Linked DNA regions of Zea mays: regions 1 and 2 are each linked to region 3. A link is a contact called in public Hi-C data. All regions are on one chromosome and are shown on one strand. The core of a region is the stretch at or near the end of the contact, and the rest is flanking DNA. Distances in the headings are between cores, read along the strand shown.

Region 1 (2,940 bases), core at 406-2,905, 210 kb after region 3:
CTCCACCAGACTTATTTACCATATCTTTTATTTCAAACTCTACTATGTAAATAGTGTGGTATACAGTATAAAATGATATTTTGTATGGCTATATCCATAATCTGCTACACGTATCAATTTTTTTAGTTACAAATGGATTTCTTCTTATTGAAATATCTCACGCGAGACTTTCGTACCTTTTTTTTTGTAAGAAAAAAGCAAAGGACGCCGGAGACCGGTGCTGACTGACTGCTGAACTCCAGTATCTGAATTTGGCCTCATCAGGAAACTGTGACATGCTGCAGCATTCGTCACTCCACGTGCTCGGCTAGGAATTTAATCGATCCCCATGTCAAAAGGCAAAAAGTGATCGGCACGGGCGGTCAGGTCTTCCGCGGCCGCGGGGCACGCATGGCAGTCTGCTGTCTGCCACTCTGCCGGCGGCAACTGGCCCTGTCTGTTGTACGCACAGGCAGGCAGACCGCAGATCCGAGCAGATCAGGCAGCCGTCTGGGCAGAACAGGCACGACGCACGGCCACCACCCATCTGTCCTCGCAGAACCGGATGCCCTTCTTCTCCGCATCACCCACTTGTGCCTCGGCCCTCCGCCTCTCCGCAGGCGGGGCAGGGTTCTGCATTGCCCATGCGCCTCGCCGCCACACCACTTGCTCGTTTTCAGCGGTCCAGTCCCTTCCCCTCCCCGCCGCCGGCGACATCGCTGCACTGGAGTACAAAATCCTTCTACCGGTTGCGCGTGGATGGATGACGAATATGTGCGTGACAGGGAGGTTTGCTGGTCGCCTATTGCTTTTTTAAGCAAAACGCCGGATGGGGAATATATGAGCAAACCAGCCCGGCACTCGACACCGTGAAGGCGGCACCCGGATTCTCTCGTCTGAGGTCGTCCAAGGTTCCCTCTCCGGTTTTTCTATCCAACAACCAACAAACCGTTGCTTGATGTCATGCGTCCTAGTCTAGTAGGTGTTCAGCAAATACTAATATTATTATATGTCTGTAGCCCGGCACGACAGCATACGAACAAGCTAATTAAACAAGTCACAAAGCTAGCAAGCACTACAAGGGTAGGAATCGCGGCGGCCATGCACTTGCAGTGGCAGTACATAGCGCTCTGGTCAGCTCTGCAAGGAAGCCACACACACACACACAATGACACAATTCGTCAAGTCCTGCGGTGCAAGTGCAATGCACATCAGAAGGGCCAGAGGGGCCCCCCTCTGGATGAAATCAGCTTTGCACATTGCAGGGAGAGGGTTAAAAGGCGGGCACTGCACGGCAGCCTGCAGATGAGGGAGGCTGCTTTCCAAAGCACGATCGATTTGGCGCCAATCACCGGTTAAAGCGGTGAGCCGCGCGCGATTAGATAAAAATCATGTGCCCCGGCGCGCCGCGCGCGTGCCCCCGCGCGCCTGGGGTGACGCCGGCGCGTGCCCCGCGGGGTGCGTGGTGCCCAGGTGGCCGCCCCCTCGCCCGCCCGATCCCACCCGTGGACGCCCACGATGCGGTTTCCCCCAGAGCCCTCGGCACGGCACGGCACGTACGCCGCCCCGAGCTCCACGGGAATGCACACCGGCGCCCGGGCCCGTACGAGGTGGAGGGGTGCCGTGGTGCACGAGGCCACGAGCACCGCTCCGGGGCCGGGAGTGCCAGCCAACGGAATATAAATAGGGGCGAGCAGGGGTTCAAGCGCTACCATCCAGGAGCCGAGAATCTCTAAAAGGCGCCGCTCCCGTCCACGGCGCGGCGGGCAGCAGCGAAGCGTCGGTTTCAGAGGCCGGCGGGCCGGTCGAGTCGGTGGAGGGAGGGTGGGTAGATAGATAGCTAGCTACTAGCGGGTAGCGGAGAGGGTCCAGTCAGTGGGCGGGAGGAGCGAGGGGCCGGGACCGGGACGATGGCGTCGCGGAAGTCGCCGGTGGCGGCGGAGGAGCGGGCGGGGACGGGGACGGGGGAGGGGAAGGGGGAGCGGTGCGCGGTGGAGGAGGTGGCGCTGGTGGTGCCGGAGACGGACGACCCGTCGATGCCCGTGATGACATTCCGGGCGTGGGCGCTGGGGCTCGGCTCCTGCGTCGTCCTCATCTTCCTCAACACCTTCTTCACGTACCGCACCCAGCCGCTCACCATCTCGGGGATCCTGGCGCAGATCCTCGTGCTCCCCGCCGGCCGCTTCCTGGCCGCCGTGCTGCCCGACCGCGAGGTCAGGATCCTCGGCGGCAGGCTCGGCAGCTTCAACCTCAACCCGGGGCCCTTCAACGTCAAGGAGCACGTCATCATCACCATCTTCGCCAACTGCGGCGTCTCCTACGGCGGCGGCGACGCTTACTCCATCGGCGCCATCACCGTCATGAAGGCCTACTACAAGCAGACGCTCAGCTTCGCATGCGCCCTCCTCATCGTCCTCACCACACAGGTACCTCCGTCGGTCCGTCCTACTACGTGCTAGTTACTACTGCTTAAAATAACCAGGGGTACAGCAGCTCAAATTATATTGTTTTCGTTCGTTTCTTCAGTTCTGCTGCTGATCACGGATTCTAGTATCAAAAAATATAAATTCAAATGGTTTAAAAAATATTTTTAATCTAAATAATAAATAAAATGACGTATCTAAATGCCTTCTAAAAGTTTATAACTTTATCTTCATGATCTTTTAGAGCGCTTAATAACCTGCTCTACGAATTAAACCAATTTTTTTTAAAGCCTGAGCAGTCTCAATGATGAACTAAATGCTGTTAACCTGTTACCAGGCACTAGCACTTAGAATTGACCCGTCTCTAATCTATATGTGTCGTCATTTCATATTCACGTCTTTGGCACGCGAATGTAACGTGCACACTTGGTCTAGAAGACTAGAATCAAAAGTGCGGCTGATAAGCATATGCATCCTCCTCATCAAGATGCGCAGAGCAGTCTATATCGTATTTGTTCCCTGGTTACCACCAATCATG
Region 2 (2,763 bases), core at 109-2,608, 150 kb before region 3:
TTTCTGGAAGCAGCCGTCTCCCACATCTCACGGGCTGTACCAGCCGTGTCATCCAAAATCTCACAATCAGAGCCGTCATCAGTGTCAGAGTCCCATCCTTTGGTCAAATTGCTCTCAGAGCTGTCATACGAGCAATCAAACCCATATCGGTTCCTGGGAGAACCCCGGCCTGGGGTCATCGCTACTGGAGACCCAGAGGCACAGGACATGCTAGGACCTGCTTTATCCCCTCTGGTACCATCTTTCTCATCTTCATCATCATCTATGTTGATCACATCACCAGAGAAGCCGCCCCCTTTCCTCGCTTCAGATCCTGGTGCCGCCGCCGCAGAAGGTGAACCTCGCGCAGCTGCGCGCTCCATAATGATAACATCACCATCATCGTCCTCATCGATGACCACCACGTTGCGAGGTGCGGGCTTGTGCGCAGGGAACACCCGCGTTCGCCGCGTCAGCGTGGGCCCCTGCTGAGGAGTGAAGCTGAACCGTCCCCACGACATGGCTAGCCCGGGGGCCCAAGACCGAGACGATCGCTGCTGCAGGCTGGCGGCTATAGCATGCCAAAACCCGCGACAGACTCAGGGTTCCACGGTGATCCTGCAGAGAAAACGGCAAGCTTGTATATTCAATCAAATGCGGTGGGGAAATGCGCAATCAGGAACCCTAAATCGCAGGAATGGGCGTGAAACAGCGGCGAAAAAGAGGAGACTTACCGTGGTAGCGACGTCGGCGGTTAGATTCGGGGAGGAATTGAATTTGGGAGACAAGACCCCAAATCCGCCGCCGCTTTGTCCTTCCCGTTGAGGAAGAAGAGAACGACGAGGACCAAGATGAGGTAGCCGCCGCCGTCCAGCAGCTGCCGCGACACCCAGACGCAACAAGACGAGATGACCGGCGCGGCGCAGTTGATGGCGAGGAAGACGACCCCGACGGCGGTGGCTGGAGGAGGCGGGCCCCACAGCCGCGTGCGAAGGTGGGCCCGGCGTCGGCGCAGGGAGGAGAAACGGCGGGACGAATGGAGCGCGTGGACGAGGAGCTTGCGGTGGAACAGAGGAGGAGCCCGACTGCGGCTAGGCGGCGGAGGCCTGGGCGGACGGATCCATGAGAAGAAGCGGACCGACGAGAAGTTGGAGAAAAACTCCATTCATATTGGTAGTTTCTTTCTTAAAAGTTAGAGGGAAACGTACCTGGTGCGCACAGTGTCATGTTTGATTTGCTGCCTAAATTGTCACATTTTAACTTTTATGCCTAAGATTAGTTCTTCAATTCGGACGACTAACCTTAGACAAAGTGTGACACGGTTAGCCACGAACCAAACAAACCTTAAATCTCTTTAGCTAGCCTTATACATGTACGTTACACCGCTGACACAATACACCAGTACGTGTTATAATGTTACGAGAAAAGATGTTGTAATCCATTTCTAGGTGAGTTGCTCTTGTACTGTTATGGTTTTTATATATCACATAGTTAGATCTTGTTTAAGCAATATAATTTACGTCTATTTTAGCAGCAATCTAACTAATGCATTATAGCATTTCTTAAGGTACATTTTATCGAAGAATGAATGGACCGTGGGCTGAAGCTTGATGTGTTAATCTCGATAGTAGCTGATTGGAGGCCATTAAGTAATGAAGACAGAAAGAAGCGGCAAAGGAAAAGCTAGCATAATTAAAATATTGGGTTGCAGACATGCTCGATCACAAAACCAACCAAACCATCAGTCATTAAACAACATATATAGCTAGTACATCATCATAGAGAGAAAACCTCCGTACATGTTCAAAGTTATGTTTTCCACGACAAATGTTTCCGAGACACCGGGTAGCATGAGGAAACAATATTAACAGCTTTGTAACTATATAAAAATTCCTAACAAACTAAAATACAATAAATTTAAGACAACTTTGGTTGCATAGACATATAAAATTAAATTAGAAAGGAACATTTGGATAGAATACGGAGAAAATATCCCTGAAGGCGCATAGCCAAAGAATAGATCAACCAAACTACTGCAAATTTATGACTAAAAGATCACTGAGATTGACTTTCTTGAAGAACACAATAATACTGATGTGAATATGTGATGCAACTTAATCACAGTAGTAAAATTACATTTGATATTGTATTTGGTAAAAAAATGTGTTCAAAGTTTAGAGTCAACAACTAAACTCAGGTGTTACAATGTACAACGGGCCTTACTATTCAGACTTTTAATATAAAAACTCATGACAGACTATTAATATAAAAACTCATGACAGGTATAATACTCAAACAATCATAAGCAATGTGTATATGAATTTTAGACATAATGATGCCTATCACCTGCTTTAGTATTCAGGCTGACTCCAACAATATCCGGTAAACCGATCTGTACGCTAAATTTAGCGTTCGGTACATGCGCTATCCGCTCCAACAACGTCCGCTAAGAGGTTCGCTAATTTAGAGGAGCCCCCTGACAGCCGCTAAAGGTGGAGAATCGTTGTTCATCCGCTATCTGTCCTTCGCATCGTCCAAGGAGGAGTTGCAACACACTGTGACGCACAGCCAGCCACCACCACGCCATGGCCTTCGGAGCTTTCGTTGGAGACTGCGGCAGCACAGAGCACCTCGACCATGCTATCCCCCATCACCGTGCAGGCCAGCGTCGTCGCAAGTCATCTGGCGCCCACACACATCGCGACAGCCATCTAGCAAGTCAGCTCGCGCCATGGAGGAGGAAAGACGACCGATGCCTGGGAGAAGGAGCACGTGGCTGCGTGT
Region 3 (2,742 bases), core at 137-2,636:
CATTGCTTATTTTATTCTCTCACTTAGCCTGACTGGCATATACTGTAATTACCAAAACGAAGCGCGCAGAACATAATGCACAATCTACATAAAGAGATGACAGGGGGTACGGCGGTGTATACATGATGCTATATATGTATAGAGTATATATATGATGAATCTGTACGGCGATTATACAGGAGGAGGTACGGAATGATGATGAGACGACGTACTGGGGTTTTTTTTAGGGTGGGGTTGGGTATAATGGTAATTAAGGCCATGGTACGCACACGGACGGTACACTCATCAAGGGATGATATTGATAATAAACGAATCACATGATGGCGCAGGCGTAGGAGGGGTCCTCCTCGCAGACGATCCGGTAGCCGCCGCCGCAGGGGTTGCAGGGGTACGGCTGGGGCATGTACTGCGGGAAGTACTGCGGCGGGGGTGGGGCCGGGGCGGGGGCCGGGGCCGGCTCGGGGGCCTTGCCGCAGGAGCAGCAGTGGCACCCGCCGTGGCCGTGGTGGCAGCAGCAGTCGGACGGCCACGCAGGGTACGGGTACGGGTACGGCCACGGGTAGGGGACCTCCACCACCTTGGGCGGCGGCGGGGCGGGCTTCTCCTCCTTGGGCGGTGCCGGGGCGGGCTTCTCCTCCTTGGGCGGGGGTGGCTTCTCCTTGGGCGGCTCCTCCTTGGGTGGCGGGGGCTTCTCCTTGGGTGGCTCCTCCTTGGGCGGCTCCACCTTCGCCGGCGGGGGCGGGGCGGCCTCCTCCTTCTTCTCCGGCGGCGGCGGGGCTTGCTCCTCCTTCTTCGGCTCCTCCTTGGGCTTGGGCGGCGGCGGGGGCGGGGGCTCGACGATCTCGATCTGCTTGATGATCTTGCACGCCTTGCAGCACAGCTTGTCGGCGAGCTTGTCCGGGTCGAAGGGCCCCGTGACCTTCACCTTGTTGTTCTTCTCGTCGAAGTCGATGTCATCGATGCAGAACTCGCCCTTCTCTGCAAGCCGAGGCGTCCGTCCGTCGTCCCAGGAAACTTATCAGTTGCGATCAACGCGAACCGTCTCGAGACCTACCTGTACAAGCGGAAAGGGAAGAGCGAACAACAGAGAGGAGTAGCAAGCAAGCGCGAACAGACCTTGGATCCTGTTGAGCACCCTCTGGATCTTGGCGCGGCAGCGGCTGCATTCCAGGTCCACCGAGACGATGATGGTCGGCATCGTCTGCGCTGCACGAACAGCTCCGCTGGTCAGTGGTCACGACGAAATCCTTTCCTCTAGTCTAGGTAAACAGAGAGAGAGAGAGAGAGAGAGAGAGAGAGAGAGAGAGAGAGAGAGAGAGAGAGAGAGAGAGAGAGAGGAGAACAACCACCTGTGTGATTGCAACTGGCTCGATCGTGCTGTGAAGTGAAGAAGAGAAGAGAAGGGAGAGGAAGGGAGGGGGAGGATGCCGTGGCGTGTTGTGAATACGCAGCTATATAAGCAGGCACCGACGCCTGGCTGCCTCCCACGTCATCTGACTCATCTTGGAGGAGCCGTGGCGATGACAAAAGCAGGGGTGGAGAAGAGCTAGCAGCCACGGGAGAAGAAGCAACCAGAGAAGGAATAGATAGAAGGCATGCATGCCTAGATAGAAAGGCCCTTTGGAACTTGGAAGCAGAAACCGGCAACAGCAGCACTCGGGGTCGGGGGAGGGCTAAAAGCCGCCACCGCCCACCGCCCGCACCCCGAAAGCTCTCCCGCCGTCGCCTCCAGGATGATTACCGCACGGCTGCGCCCCAGAGAAGAAGAGGAAGAAAAAAAAAAGAAAAGAGCTCGCTCCGGTGCTTTCACGTCAGGTGGTGAGGGATGGAACGGTTCGTTTCGTGACGCCGATGGATGGTGCCGTCGTGCCGAGCCTTGGTAGTGCTCTTTCTTCTGGATCCTTCTGGCTAACAAGTTAAGGCACAGAAGCAGTTGTTTTTTCAGACGATTTCTTTCACGCTCTGACCTTGCATATGATATGCCGTGCCCGCCCGATCACCAAGAGGCAGCAGGAGGGAAGGGATGACAGGAACAACAGCGAGTGGGGAGTACGTAAAGCTACGATCGAGACCTGCTCTGTGTCTGTGATCACCGTACGTAGCACATCGCTCGGGCCTCGGGGTCAGAAACGTGCGCTGGGAGGGACGACGACGGCGGCGAGATAGGCATAGCTGCGGCTGGCCCACGCCGTGCACGACGCTATGGATCGCGGCCCAGTGCCGCCATGCCCGCAGGCCACGCCGCCGTCTGTTCGGTCGTCGTTTGCGAGTGGCGGCACGTTGCGACGGGAACTCGCGATCCGTTCGTTCGGGTCCACAGCAACGGCCGGCGTTCAATGAGACGATGGCAGGCAGGCAGGAACCCGTCGTCACCCGCACTGGCGCGCACAGCGGCCCGCGTATCGCCATACCGGCAACCAAACCAATCCACCAACGCACTATTTCTATTTGGGTGATACATCACAACCTCAGCCTCCAGCACCCTATTTCTATTTGGGTGAGGGCGGTGGTGATCCGATCCTTGTGTATTTGGGTGCCGTCGATCTTGTGAGGCAAGAGGGGAGATCATCTTCCTTTTCTGTGGGGGGTGAGGACTGGGGAGAATGGGCGATGGAAAAATTGCCATATCTTGTCCCTCGCTCACCCTACCGTTTGACCCCGAGAGGGCGGCGCGTGGCGTGGCGTGAACAAAACAAACCCAGCAAAAACAAATGGCGCCCTACCCAAAGCCAGCCCCAGCCG

The links. A called contact is a pair of places that touch in the nucleus more often than the background predicts.
Region 1: a contact with region 3 is called in a Hi-C map of endosperm, with 4 times the contacts expected there. The contact joins the promoter of LOC542140 here to the promoter of LOC100283149 in region 3. A contact is called at or near these places in 13 of 25 Hi-C or Micro-C datasets (bundle sheath, ear, endosperm and 4 more).
Region 2: a contact with region 3 is called in a Hi-C map of ear, with 2.6 times the contacts expected there. The contact joins the promoter of LOC103644017 here to the promoter of LOC100283149 in region 3. A contact is called at or near these places in 3 of 25 Hi-C or Micro-C datasets (ear, tassel and an unstated tissue).

What each region holds. Positions count from the first base shown.
Region 1 is chr1:283,476,900-283,479,839 of Zm-B73-REFERENCE-NAM-5.0, reverse strand. It overlaps LOC542140 (oligopeptide transporter 3), which reads left to right and starts at 1,655. Exons shown (of 6, transcript NM_001305852.1): 1 at 1,655-2,405. The coding sequence starts at 1,890.
Region 2 is chr1:283,835,939-283,838,701 of Zm-B73-REFERENCE-NAM-5.0, reverse strand. It overlaps LOC103644017, which reads right to left and starts at 1,358. Exons shown (of 5, transcript XM_008667207.3): 1 at 714-1,358; 2 at 1-597. The coding sequence starts at 500.
Region 3 is chr1:283,687,481-283,690,222 of Zm-B73-REFERENCE-NAM-5.0, reverse strand. It overlaps LOC100283149, which reads right to left and starts at 1,386. Exons shown (of 3, transcript NM_001156051.1): 1 at 1,350-1,386; 2 at 1,117-1,206; 3 at 1-978. The coding sequence starts at 1,198. The coding sequence ends at 314.